Regions from separate parts of the Mus musculus genome. Here all the other regions are linked to region 2. The links are chromatin contacts, called in public HiChIP or PLAC-seq maps. All regions are on one chromosome and are shown on one strand. The core of a region is the stretch at or near the end of the contact, and the rest is flanking DNA. Distances in the headings are between cores, read along the strand shown.

Region 1 (2,700 bases), core at 134-2,633, 130 kb after region 2:
AACTCTTGCATGTGTATTCTGTGCAGTCTAAAACCCTGTGCCTCCTAATCCTCTCTTAAGAGATCTCATAGTTCAGGAGGTGACTTAGACTGTGTCAGCTCGAGCCTATGCTCGCACCCTTTATCCCCCTCTATCGGGATCCCCAGACCTGTGTACAGCTCGTAGCCTTTGAAGCACAAAACTTTGATGTAATGGAAATATTCCCAGAGCTTTGTCGCCATCACCTAACAGAGCCGTGTGTGTCCCTCTCTGTAGACAACACTGGTAGCCACACGTTACACTCCCGAGCAGAGACCACTCCATCGTCACCCACCAACAACCCTGGGAATGGACACCCGGAATACATCGCGTACGTGCTCGTCCCTGTGTTCTTCGTCATGGGTCTCCTTGGTGTCCTCATCTGTCACTTACTTAAGAAGAAAGGCTACCGGTGTACAACAGAGGCGGAACAGGAAGTCGAAGAGGAAAAGGTGGAAAAGATAGGTAAGTAACCTCTGCTTTAAAAGGAAATGGCTTGAGGAGTGGGTTCTAAGTGGAAAAAACAAAACTTCATATATAATCCATTTCTTTATGAGGAAAACTATTTTCTGCAGTAATCAGAGTTTGAAACCTTGCCTGCATTTATTGAATGCTTGCTGAGGGTTTACTTCAGAGCCTGGTAGCCCGGGACTGTTATTTGTATGGTATATATTTATTTCTAATTGTATTGACAGTGAATTTAATGAGGGTACCTTCTCTCCACTTTGAAGGGTTAATGTGAAATTTTGAGACAAGGTGTTTTGGTGATTGGCACTTACTCATAAGCCTAATCCTTGCTGTTACTTATTGAATCAAGATTCTAATAAGAACGGTAGGGACGTGAAACGGGTCTCATCGGGTTTGCTGTGTTAAGTATCACTGGAGGAGTTCTCATTGAAGTCCATGTGACTGAACTGTATATTATTAATGAATAGATGTTTGTCATAGTTCGGTAGAGCTGCAGCAAGAACTGGTGCTTCCATGTGAGTGTCAGGGCGCTCATCTTTCCCTCTGCACATATGTTGATAGCTTGTGGTGGGGTCACCTCCATCCACAGCATGTCTTCCTCACTGATATTCCTATCCAGTCCTGCCTGAGGGAGGTTTCCTGATGGGTCCCAGGACTGGCAGCTCACTCTTCATCCAGCTCAGCCCCTCTGTGCCATCTTTGCAGGGAGGTGACATTTGGAGTAGGTCACCCATGGAGCCTACCGGCAGGGAAGGTTTCTCAGTGGTGGCTTGCCAGCTTGCTGGACTGTTGGTTTTTCCACCCCCACTGACCTTTGAGGCTGGGGAACATGGGTGAACAGGATGAGTCACGCTCAGCGAATGAGCAAACCGGCCTTGAGTGTTTGTCAACAGAGCAGGGCCTCCCCCGCTGTTCCTTCTAACCCACGAAGCAGGCTGGCTCAGGCTGGCTCAGGCATCAGCCCCCACTGTGACTGTCCAAACATCTATAGGTCATAGGGGAGAAGCCTCCCTTGGGGTGCAGAGGACACTCCTGCAGGTACATGGGTGTGCTGTTGTCCCAGTCTGTACAATGTCTCAATCCAGTCTCAGCTGGTCCTGCTAAATAAATTATACAGATCGGTTTCCAAATGGAGGCTTGCCCCTCTTTCTCCGCCTGACTTGGCTGTCACGTGCTGGGTCCCCAAAGTAAACTGAGTCTGTAAACAAATAACCAGTGCCCAAATTTAGCTACCTTGTTTCAAAGGAAAAGAGAGTTTTATAAACATGGATGAATACTTAGTACTTACTTGTTCAGTTGAAACCATTAATCAGTAGGCCAGTTGTATACAGCATGTCTGAGATTCGATAAAACCTTTTCGTGATCCTTCTTCTTGTTTCTCCAGAGGGTTGAAGGTAATAAGGAAAGATAGGAGAACGTGGGGGCAGAGATACATGCACTCCTGTAGTGTCATGCAAAGCAAGGGGATGCTGGACAGTCCTGCGCCTTTTCTGTTTAATTTATAAATGCGTGTTCAGCCCAGGAATTCAAAAACGTGTGGCATCGGGAAGGTGGGGCTGAAGGATTAAAGCTAGACTCTTTGCACTGTGTGAGGGTGCTTAAACTTTCTGGAAGGTATTCGGCGAGGCCTTAGGCTCTCAGATAAATGTCTAGTTGACTTGTTGCAGGTGATGGATCGTAACGCCGCTCTGTCCTCTTTCTCTCTTAGAGTTGAATGACAGTATAAATGAGAACAGTGACACGGTCGGCCAGATTGTCCAGTACATTATGAAAAATGAAGGTAAGGATATCTTCGTGCTTTGGGGCATCTCAGTGTTATTTAAAAATCTCCTTAGAGTCAGAATTTGAATGGCTTCGCAGGGCTTTTACCTGAACTCTGTAACTCCTCAGCTTTTAGCACTGTCACAACAGGAGAGGTTGCCTTGGTGGTGTTTGGTGGCTTCAGCACAGCAAAGGGCCAGGAAGGTCGATAGCTTCTAGGCTGTGTATCACGTGACTTTATAAAGCCTCAGCTTCCTCCTATGGAGTGAGAGTTACATTACACAACTGTGTAGGGTAGCACAAGCGATGTGCTGGGAGTCATAAGGACTCACATCTTAGCTGGTTCTTGTGTTTCACATTTAAGGACATGAGTTTGAACTGGGAAGAAATTGAGGCATCCTGGTAAGAACTGGGGAGTGACGGCCAGGGCCCACGTGCCTGTAACACCAGCCA
Region 2 (2,700 bases), core at 37-2,536:
TCCTCAAATTTAAGGTTGACATAAATATACATTTGGAACTAGAGAGAAAATATGGTATTTTTCATACTTATGTAGCCAAGTGCATTTTAGTGACAATTTTCATATTTTACACATCTTTTTATTGTTTGTATTGTCATTGTTCTTCCCAAAGCATTTTTTAAAATGTAATTTTTTTACACATGGGTAGCAATTAAAACATACATGGTTTTTGTATATTTGGAGTGCATGCACTTGTGCCTGTGTGCATCCATGTGTATGTGTATATGTGTGCACATGTGCACATCTTTCAGAGCACTCAAGTGGGGGTCATAGCATCAGCCTTGTCAGAAGATGCCATTAACCATAGAACCAGATCCCTGGTCCATGGATGGCAGCTTCAGAAATTGAACTCTAGCTGATAAGGAATTATCTTGACAATAGAAATGTTGATATAATAGATGATATTATATTAGGTTACAGTTTACTCTTATATAGCGTATCCCCAAGTAGAAATGAAAATGGGATAGAAAAATAAATTTACATAGGAAATTTCTTCATATTAAAAAGATACCTTTTAGGGATACATAAAACATTTCATGTTTATCTTCATAATCCCAGAACTCAAGAGACTGAGGCAAGATAATTATTGTGAATTAGAGGCTAGCTTCAGCTACATAGTGTGTTTACACACATACACTCACATCATATATATATATGTATATATATTAAAAGGCATAATTTTCTTTCTTTTTTTAAAAGTTAAATTTTTATGTGTATGTTTCTATGTCTATAAGCATTTATTTTACATGTATTCAAATGTCTATGAAGGCCAGAAGAAGGCAGTAGTTCTCCTGGAGTTGGAGGAGTCACAGATGGTTATCAGATTCCTGATGTGGGTGCTGGGAACTGAACTTGGATCCCCTCAGAGAGCATCATGTGCCCCTAACTGCTAAGTTAGCTCACTACCCAGGGGTTATTTTCTTTCAAAGTGATTCATTGCAAACCACAATTGTGTGCTTTATGAATAAGAATAAAACCCTCTTCAATGTACAAATGAAAAGCTACTGCCATAAATTCTACCAACTAAAAATCTATTTTTGTATCTCATGTTAGTTTGAAATCTTTGTAAAAGATTCCAGCTATTTTATTATTTCCTTTTCTTTTAATGATGACTTGAAATTTTACCGGTTCTGAGTGGAGAAACAGATTTTAGTTGGCTCAAAAATGGGTTTGTCTGCCAGCAAGATGACTCACTTACAAACACACTTGCCACCGAGCTAGATAGTCTGAGTTTGACTCCCAGAAACTAAGGTAGAAGGAGAAAACTGACTCTCACAGGCTGTCCCTGACTCAAACACACACACACACTTCTCCAGGGAAGAGCCCCCAAATTGGTTATCCAGTACCAAGTGATCAACACTGAAGTCACATACATACTATTAGCATTTTATGGGTTAAGCAGGTTGAATTTATATATTTAGGAATGTATGTATGAATATATATATATACACAAAGAAAAAAGGACATGATTTTGAGAGAGAGAGAGAGAGAGAGAGAGAGAGAACAAGAGCAAGCAAGATGGATGAGGTGGTTTGGTTTGGAGGAAGGAAAGAAGAGAATGATGTCATTATGTTTTAAGTTTTAATTTTGTACTCTTCATTATTCATTGAAGAACAAAACATGAACAGCAGGAAATGTAATCCAGCTAAAACCGGAAGTGATTTTGAGGTCAATCTCTATGCTGAGCTTTCCCGGTCTGTGTCTACTCTTTTCACAGCTGGGTAAACTGGGTTTTAAACAGCCCCCTGATTTGTCTTAAATCACACTTGCAGCAGCAATGAGTCAGATCTGCCAAACAGTTCCAGACTTACTATAGGATGGGGATCATCTTACTGGTGAGGTCCTTAGTGGGGCTTTAGCATGCCTTTTCTAGTTGGCTAGCTGGGAGGCACTGTTGTACAGGAAAAGCATGGAGAAGGGTGGAGGTGAGATCTGGCTTTTGCCACCTGGTGGCAGATCGTGGCAAATTACCAGCGGAATTAATGGGAACAGTGACCAAGAGTCAGGAGCTTAGAAGACATGCCCAGGGCTTCAACTCATAGTCATGGCCATCATTATGAGGAATATATTTTCATTGGGAATAATGTACTCTAGTGGTATGCTTTTAATATTAACTACATATTTTATTATTAACTTCTCATTGATGCTTTAATTCTCCATGTTTCCCTACATTCTCAGCAGAAGATCTCTTGGTATCCTCAGTTTCCCTCATTTGCAGCAGGAGGGAGAAACTGAACAAAGCTTTTACCGTCCACGTGCTCGAGAGCTAAAGAAAAATAAATATTGGCCCCTCAAAGGAAAGTCTTTCAGTCAGAATTATCTGCATCAGCCTTCTACAAGGCAGATCACCCTACAAGGCACATAGATATAGTTCCCAGTCCCCTAGTATGCACTCAAAATACTGAACCGAGAAATGATTGTCAGGAGTTGCAAACTGGTGGGGGCATGCATAAATGACAGTAAAATAAACATTTCCAAATGAGCAGATAAGAGTAGGAGAAAAGTCATTTGGATTCACACTTCATAGACGTGCTAAAGTCACTTCAAATGGGCCAGAGAGTTCAGTTTTATTGAATTGCAGTATGCTGAAATAAAATCTCTCATGAAAAACATCCTAACAAATTGAGTACAGCTGTGGAGAGAAGTATTTGAAAATTTGAG
Region 3 (2,700 bases), core at 100-2,599, 140 kb before region 2:
CACCTTCAGAGGCTTAACCACCACCCACTTTCACCAGTATCAGCAAAACCCACAAACACGCAATGCTAACAAGCTTGTAATTTAGGAAATTCACTATGTCATGGAACTCAGCAACTACACAGGAACCCCTATGAGCCTCCCAGGTGATTCAGATTGACACCAGGTGCCACCTAGGTCTCCATCAAAGCCTCGAACCGAATCCAAGGCCCTGGCATGAAAGGAGAAGGAGAAGGAAAAGGGAAGTTTATCAACACTGACTAAGCAATCATTTTAAGACAACTGATACTTTAACTAGAAGTATTACCAGCTGCTATGATCTTTTTTCTCCTCTGCCCCAAGAAAGTAAGTTTGCGCCCTAGCTTCTAGGACTTCCTTCATGCCTTCATTTGTCTCCTGATGAGCTGGGAACAGAAGACGTGGGAAGATCCTGACCTGACCCTGGCCTTTCCCCCCTTCTCCTTTGCTATTTCCTGTCTCCTGTTTTGTCTACAGGAATAAACCATGCTCTCAGAATCTGCGGGCCTCCTTTTGAGAGGACTGAGCGAGCACGGAAAGCTGAAGTAGAATGGAGCAACATGACCACTTGTATTTAAACAAAATGCCAATGATGGTACAGACCACTGTTCCAATAAGGAACTTACACACTTAAGACACGCTCCGAGAGCTAGGATGACCGTTACACTCCTAGCACAGGATCTGAGAGCCAGGATGACCTCTTGCAAGGAGCCCAGACCTGAAGTCAGACAGACGTGCCTGGGAAGTTCAGTACCATCACTTTCTCTGGCAGTGAGATTTGGGCAAGTTACCTGATGCCTAAGCCCCTTTTCCCATACCCATACAACAAAAGCAACATCCACCCACCAGACCTGCAGAATGTTCCAAACCTCTCAAGAACAGTGCAGAATAGCCAAGGCATACAGCTCAGTTGAACAGTGTTTTCTAATTTCTAACTGGCTTTTGATTTCACTCCTTACTGCCCTTTAATAAAGCCACCTTTTTAAAAAAAATAAATAAATAAAACATAATCCACCCTGACTTCTATTCAACTCTCTCTATTCACCTCGGATCTGTTGGAAGTGGAACTTGCCTCAGCCCCCTTTCCGTTGCCATGACAGAATACCTGAGATGGCTACATTGAGAGATGAATAGAGGTTTGTTCAGCCCATACTTAGTTCCAAAGGCTTGGAAGTCCAAGATTAAAGTAGGTACACTCAGAGAGGGCTCGTGCTGCTTCTGCTCGTGGGAAAACAGAAGGGGAAGCTGGAACTGAAGACAAATTATAAGGGACAGCTTCACTGGGTGTCTTCCCACTCGCACAATATTGAGTCCAGTTCTGGTTTCTAGAGCTCAGCCTAAGCTGTGGGTCGCAACCTCATCGAGGGTTGCAAACTGAAAGGGGGGTGGGTGGGGAAGTCACAGTCAACTTGGTAGAAACAGGAAGTTTCTTAATATGTGATGGCTAAAAATTCTTTCAGAATCAAACACATAATGAATCCAAGGTGCTTCTGGCAGAGTTGATCCATATCACGTCATATAACTTTACCGTGGATTTGGTCTGAACATACTACAGATACACTTAGTGCTGGCAGTCTATCACACAAGGACCAGCCCTTGACATACCTTGTCTTGGATTAGAGACTACTATAAGCAATTAACTGCTGTGTTTTTGCTGTACCTACAGAGTTTTCCATCCTTAGGGAGCCATATGGTTTAGTTACAGAAAACAAAGCCTTACATGTTTACCCACTATCGGTTCTCAGCATTGAAAGTATCAAGTTAATGTATTTTTGGACTGTCTTACGTCAGTCTCCTTGCTTTTCATACTGATGTGTGGGCCACCCAGATGGCTCAGAGTAAGGGAAAGGCGATTGCTGATGTGGCTGATGATCTAACCTTGATCCCTGGGAGCCAGTAATGGAAAGAGAGAACTGATACCCAAACATGTCCTCTGACCTCTACATACATACTGTGACATGTATGCACACACACACACACACACGTACACAGACAACTTACAATAAATAACTAAATGTAATGGAAATTGAGAGAGAGAGTTAGTTAGTTAGTTAGTTAGTTAGTTTGTAGGCCACTTGTCTGTAGCCCAGCCCATTATGCTACAAACAGAAATGATTGCTAATTGGCCTCTTTGAAAGTATCTATGTTTTTGTTCTTGGTCCTGGACACTGAATTCAGTGCTATCCAAAAGTTGGGATAAGTTTTCTACCACTGAACTATATCCCCAACCCTCAAAACGTATTGACACATTCTATTTTATAAATGGCATTGGAATTCACTCTCTGCATTTATTTTTCCTCTATATGAGTCCTAGAGAGGAGACAAACAGCCGTGCTGGGCTGTAGAGGTGTGGAAGTAACCCCAGTCCTGAGGTGTTACAGAGAGGGCAGCCTTAGAGGTGCAAAAGATAGGACGCTTCTCTGTGGCGAAGGTCCAGCAAACCTCATTGCACAGAAGCAGCAACGATAAGCAAACAGCCTGGCAGTGGTGGGATCCGGCCCCATCTGAGGGGTGGAATACAGTGCAGAATCTTAAACCCAGAGGGAAAGGCACAAGAAACAAACAAACAAACAAACAAACAAACAAAAATTTCCAGCCCAAGGTCATCAAGGTTTCTGTCAAGCTAAGGTATCAGTCTAAGATGAAAGTGGCTTGCTCAGAAAAATGGGTTGTCTAGATGAATAT
Region 4 (2,700 bases), core at 126-2,625, 230 kb before region 2:
GCCATGGCTAGGGAACAACCGGAATTCCACAGGGACCTTTATCTAAGTCGCTGCTGGACCGCAGGCCTGAGTGGCTCACAGCTGTAGCCAGGACCTCTGCTGCCCTCCTCCCCCGCCCACCTGCCTTGTGGGTATATGTCGCTGAAATTCTAGTCCCGCCCACCTATTACACAATGCTTATCTGGGTGTGATCTAAGGCTGGAATCCATGAAAGGAAGCCTGTGAGTTGGGAAACACTTTTGTGCTTGCTCGGAAGAGGGGATGAGGAAGTTTAAGCATAGAGGGATGCTATGAAACAGAAGTTTAAACTAGTGGACCCAGTCCTTGCCCGACTCCTATAATGTTCAGCTTGTTAAATGTGAAATTGTGGCCTCTCTCCATGGAAAACACAGCACTAAGGCTTTCCTGACCAGGCAAACATCCTGGACATATCAGCTTAAGAGACAGCATCGTCCTTAGGTATCCGCAACTGTTGAGGCAGCTGGCAGACTGAGGCAACCAAGCAAATGGCCACACATAGTCTAAGGGACCAGAAGATGTCTTTTTGACAATATGACTCTTCTGCAAAAATGACAGCCTCTGTGATGTTAAGTGTGAGCTGAACATAGGTGTGGCAGTAAAGCCTATAATCCAAGCACTCAGGAGGACTTCTGAGGTCAAGGCTGGTCTGGCCTACACTGCAAGAGTTTGTGTCAGAAAACAAAGCTGAACAATGTGGCTGCCATTTGTAGGGGAGGTGCCTACTTTTGTTTTCTAAATCCCCAAAGAGAAGAGGCTGTCTGCATCCTATGTGATTACAGCTTCCACTGACTGGTCCACATCCCTCCTATCAGGTAGACGCTGTCATTACTCTATGCTATACCTGCATATCTATGGAGGACATCGCAAAACCAGTGTTAGCCACACAGGTCACAGAGGAGCCACAATGGGGTAATCACCTCACTAGACTGACCACTAGCAAATTAACCAGAAAATAGCAAGAGAAGATGTGTGTGTGTGTGTGTGTGTGTGTGTGTGTGTGTGTGGAACCCTAGGGCACCGGGAAAGCACCAATGCTGTGAAAAGAGTGTGGCACATTAAAAATACAAGGGTCATTTGGTCAGGCGCCTCACTTCTGGCATTTGCACCAAGGTTCACAGTTAGTCACAACTGCTAAGAAATGGGTACTAAAAAAGGCCAGTCAATATAAGTAAGCAAAACCACACGTGGCACACAAAACACTGCAGGTATAATTTGACCTTGAAAGGGAAAACCTGCTATGAGCTAGCAAGAGGAAACTACTTAAATAAACTTGAAACAAGAAGACAAAGGCTGCCTTTCACAGGAACCATGTAAAGTAGCCACATTCATAGAAATAGAAAGTAGAACAAAGGTTAGTGTGGGCTGGGGACAGGGGAGGGTGCTAATGGCTTTAAGGGTTTCACTTTTACAAGAGGAAACTCACAACCAAAGCTGAGCATCTCAGCCGCTTCGAGGTGTAAGTGTGTGTTTTACACACAAACCAATGCCAGGGCACTACTCTGATCTGCGAGTACCTCCAAGGTCACGCAAGTACCTCCAAGGTCACCAAGTACCTCCAAGGTCACCCAAGTACCTCCAAGGTCACACAAGTACCTCCAAGGTCACCCAAGTACCTCCAAGGTCACCCACTTTCTCTCAAATGGCCAGAAGCAAATTATTATCACAGCGGGTCTTAGTAACCAGCATGGAATCTTACTTTTTAGTTTTTTTCCTTTTAAACAAGTCTTGCAATGTGGTACAATCTGCCCTTGAACTCTCTGCTCCTCCTGCCTCAGCCTCCAGAGACTATGGGAGTGCCCTCTCACACCAGGCCTAGAGTTTTGCTTTGCTTTGAAAACAAAGGCTTGCAGGCTGGAACGGGGCAGTGGAAAGAGCCTACAGATTCCCCTCTGGAGCACCACAGCTGGGAAGGGGAGGAGGGCATGAGAGGAAGAGGCCCGGCATGAGGAAGACTTCTGTAAGCCCGCGGCCTCCCAAAGGTCCCATCACTTTGACATCACAGCAGTCCAGAGCTCAGCATCTCCGTGTGGATGTGTGTGGAAAGTTCCCCGTTCTTTTCTGAAGACTCCCACTTCTGCCTTGTGTGGGAGGCCTGAGCTCTGAGGAGCTGTGCAATGCTGCCCCCTCACAGCTCCACAGTGACCATAACACATCTGACACAACAAGGAGCTGAGATAGGGACCAGGCACGGAGCTGAGAGGAGACAAGCAGGGCAGCCCCGCTAGCCCATGCTAGACCATGCTAGCCCATCTCCAAGCATCTGACAGGCTACTCTGTAAATGGTCCCCAAAGAACACTGATCCCAGACTCTTCTAAGTAAAGGACAAATGAAGACTGCTGTGAGCACTGGAGCTATTAAAGGACAAATGAAGACTGCTGTGAGCACTGGGGCTATGGGTCTCGGTCTTCTCATATATAAAGTGAGGCACTATAAGAATTTTCTTGTTTTGTTTAAACATGAAAAAAAAATTCCAGGCTATCAAGAAGAACTTTTTACAATCTATAGCCTTAGGGTATTGATGACAAGATTTAATCAAGTACAAAAAGAATCTTTCCACCTTGCTTACCATCAGTGTCTGTAGAAATGGCTTGGTGCTAAGAGCATGTACTGTTCTTGCAGAGGACACAGTTTTGGTCCCCAGTACCCACACTGAGCTGTACCCACAGTGAGCTGGCTGG

What was found. HiChIP or PLAC-seq counts read pairs in DNA pulled down with a chosen protein or histone mark.
Region 1: a contact with region 2 is called in a CTCF HiChIP or PLAC-seq map of the NIH/3T3 cell line, with 11 read pairs. The contact joins two enhancer-like sites. A contact is called at or near these places in 10 of 39 promoter capture datasets (the C10 cell line, the HPC-7 cell line, HPC-7-derived erythroid cells and 7 more), 1 of 15 datasets of contacts at CTCF or cohesin (the NIH/3T3 cell line), 4 of 484 Hi-C or Micro-C datasets (CD4 T cells, the N1E-115 cell line, bone marrow-derived macrophages and 1 more), 8 of 115 datasets of contacts at active chromatin or transcription factors (bone marrow-derived macrophages, embryonic stem cells, large pre-B cells and 1 more) and 3 of 9 other capture datasets (adipose tissue, liver and pancreatic islet).
Region 3: an H3K4me3 HiChIP or PLAC-seq map of bone marrow-derived macrophages shows a contact between it and region 2, with 4 times the contacts expected there. The contact joins two enhancer-like sites. A contact is called at or near these places in 1 of 484 Hi-C or Micro-C datasets (the G1E-ER4 cell line) and 2 of 115 datasets of contacts at active chromatin or transcription factors (bone marrow-derived macrophages and pancreatic cancer cells).
Region 4: a contact with region 2 is called in a BATF HiChIP or PLAC-seq map of CD8 T cells, with 5 read pairs. The contact joins two enhancer-like sites. A contact is called at or near these places in 2 of 115 datasets of contacts at active chromatin or transcription factors (CD8 T cells and pancreatic cancer cells) and 2 of 9 other capture datasets (adipose tissue and embryonic stem cells).

Annotation. Positions count from the first base shown.
Region 1 is chr5:63,935,589-63,938,288 of GRCm38.p6, reverse strand. It overlaps Rell1 (RELT-like 1), which reads left to right. Exons shown (of 7, transcript NM_145923.4): 2 at 256-483; 3 at 2,195-2,266. Among named protein-coding and RNA genes, the nearest start is that of Rell1, 32 kb to the left of the region's middle. Within about 2 kb of position 1,383, at least 76 of the 459 cell types and tissues checked have an H3K27ac peak or open chromatin away from gene starts, as enhancers often do. A contact at or near this core is called in the N1E-115 cell line, the NIH/3T3 cell line, bone marrow-derived macrophages and 1 more, where this site is marked.
Region 2 is chr5:64,069,492-64,072,191 of GRCm38.p6, reverse strand. No RefSeq gene overlaps it. Among named protein-coding and RNA genes, the nearest start is that of Pgm2, 22 kb to the left of the region's middle. Within about 2 kb of position 1,286, at least 109 of the 459 cell types and tissues checked have an H3K27ac peak or open chromatin away from gene starts, as enhancers often do. A contact at or near this core is called in CD8 T cells, the N1E-115 cell line, the NIH/3T3 cell line and 2 more, where this site is marked.
Region 3 is chr5:64,210,155-64,212,854 of GRCm38.p6, reverse strand. The region is part of intron 2 of Tbc1d1 (TBC1 domain family, member 1); the gene reads right to left. Among named protein-coding and RNA genes, the nearest start is that of Gm46913, 36 kb to the left of the region's middle. Within about 2 kb of position 1,349, at least 52 of the 459 cell types and tissues checked have an H3K27ac peak or open chromatin away from gene starts, as enhancers often do. A contact at or near this core is called in bone marrow-derived macrophages, where this site is marked.
Region 4 is chr5:64,295,941-64,298,640 of GRCm38.p6, reverse strand. All of the region lies in intron 14 of Tbc1d1 (TBC1 domain family, member 1), which reads right to left. Among named protein-coding and RNA genes, the nearest start is that of Gm38634, 40 kb to the right of the region's middle. Within about 2 kb of position 1,375, at least 169 of the 459 cell types and tissues checked have an H3K27ac peak or open chromatin away from gene starts, as enhancers often do. A contact at or near this core is called in CD8 T cells, where this site is marked.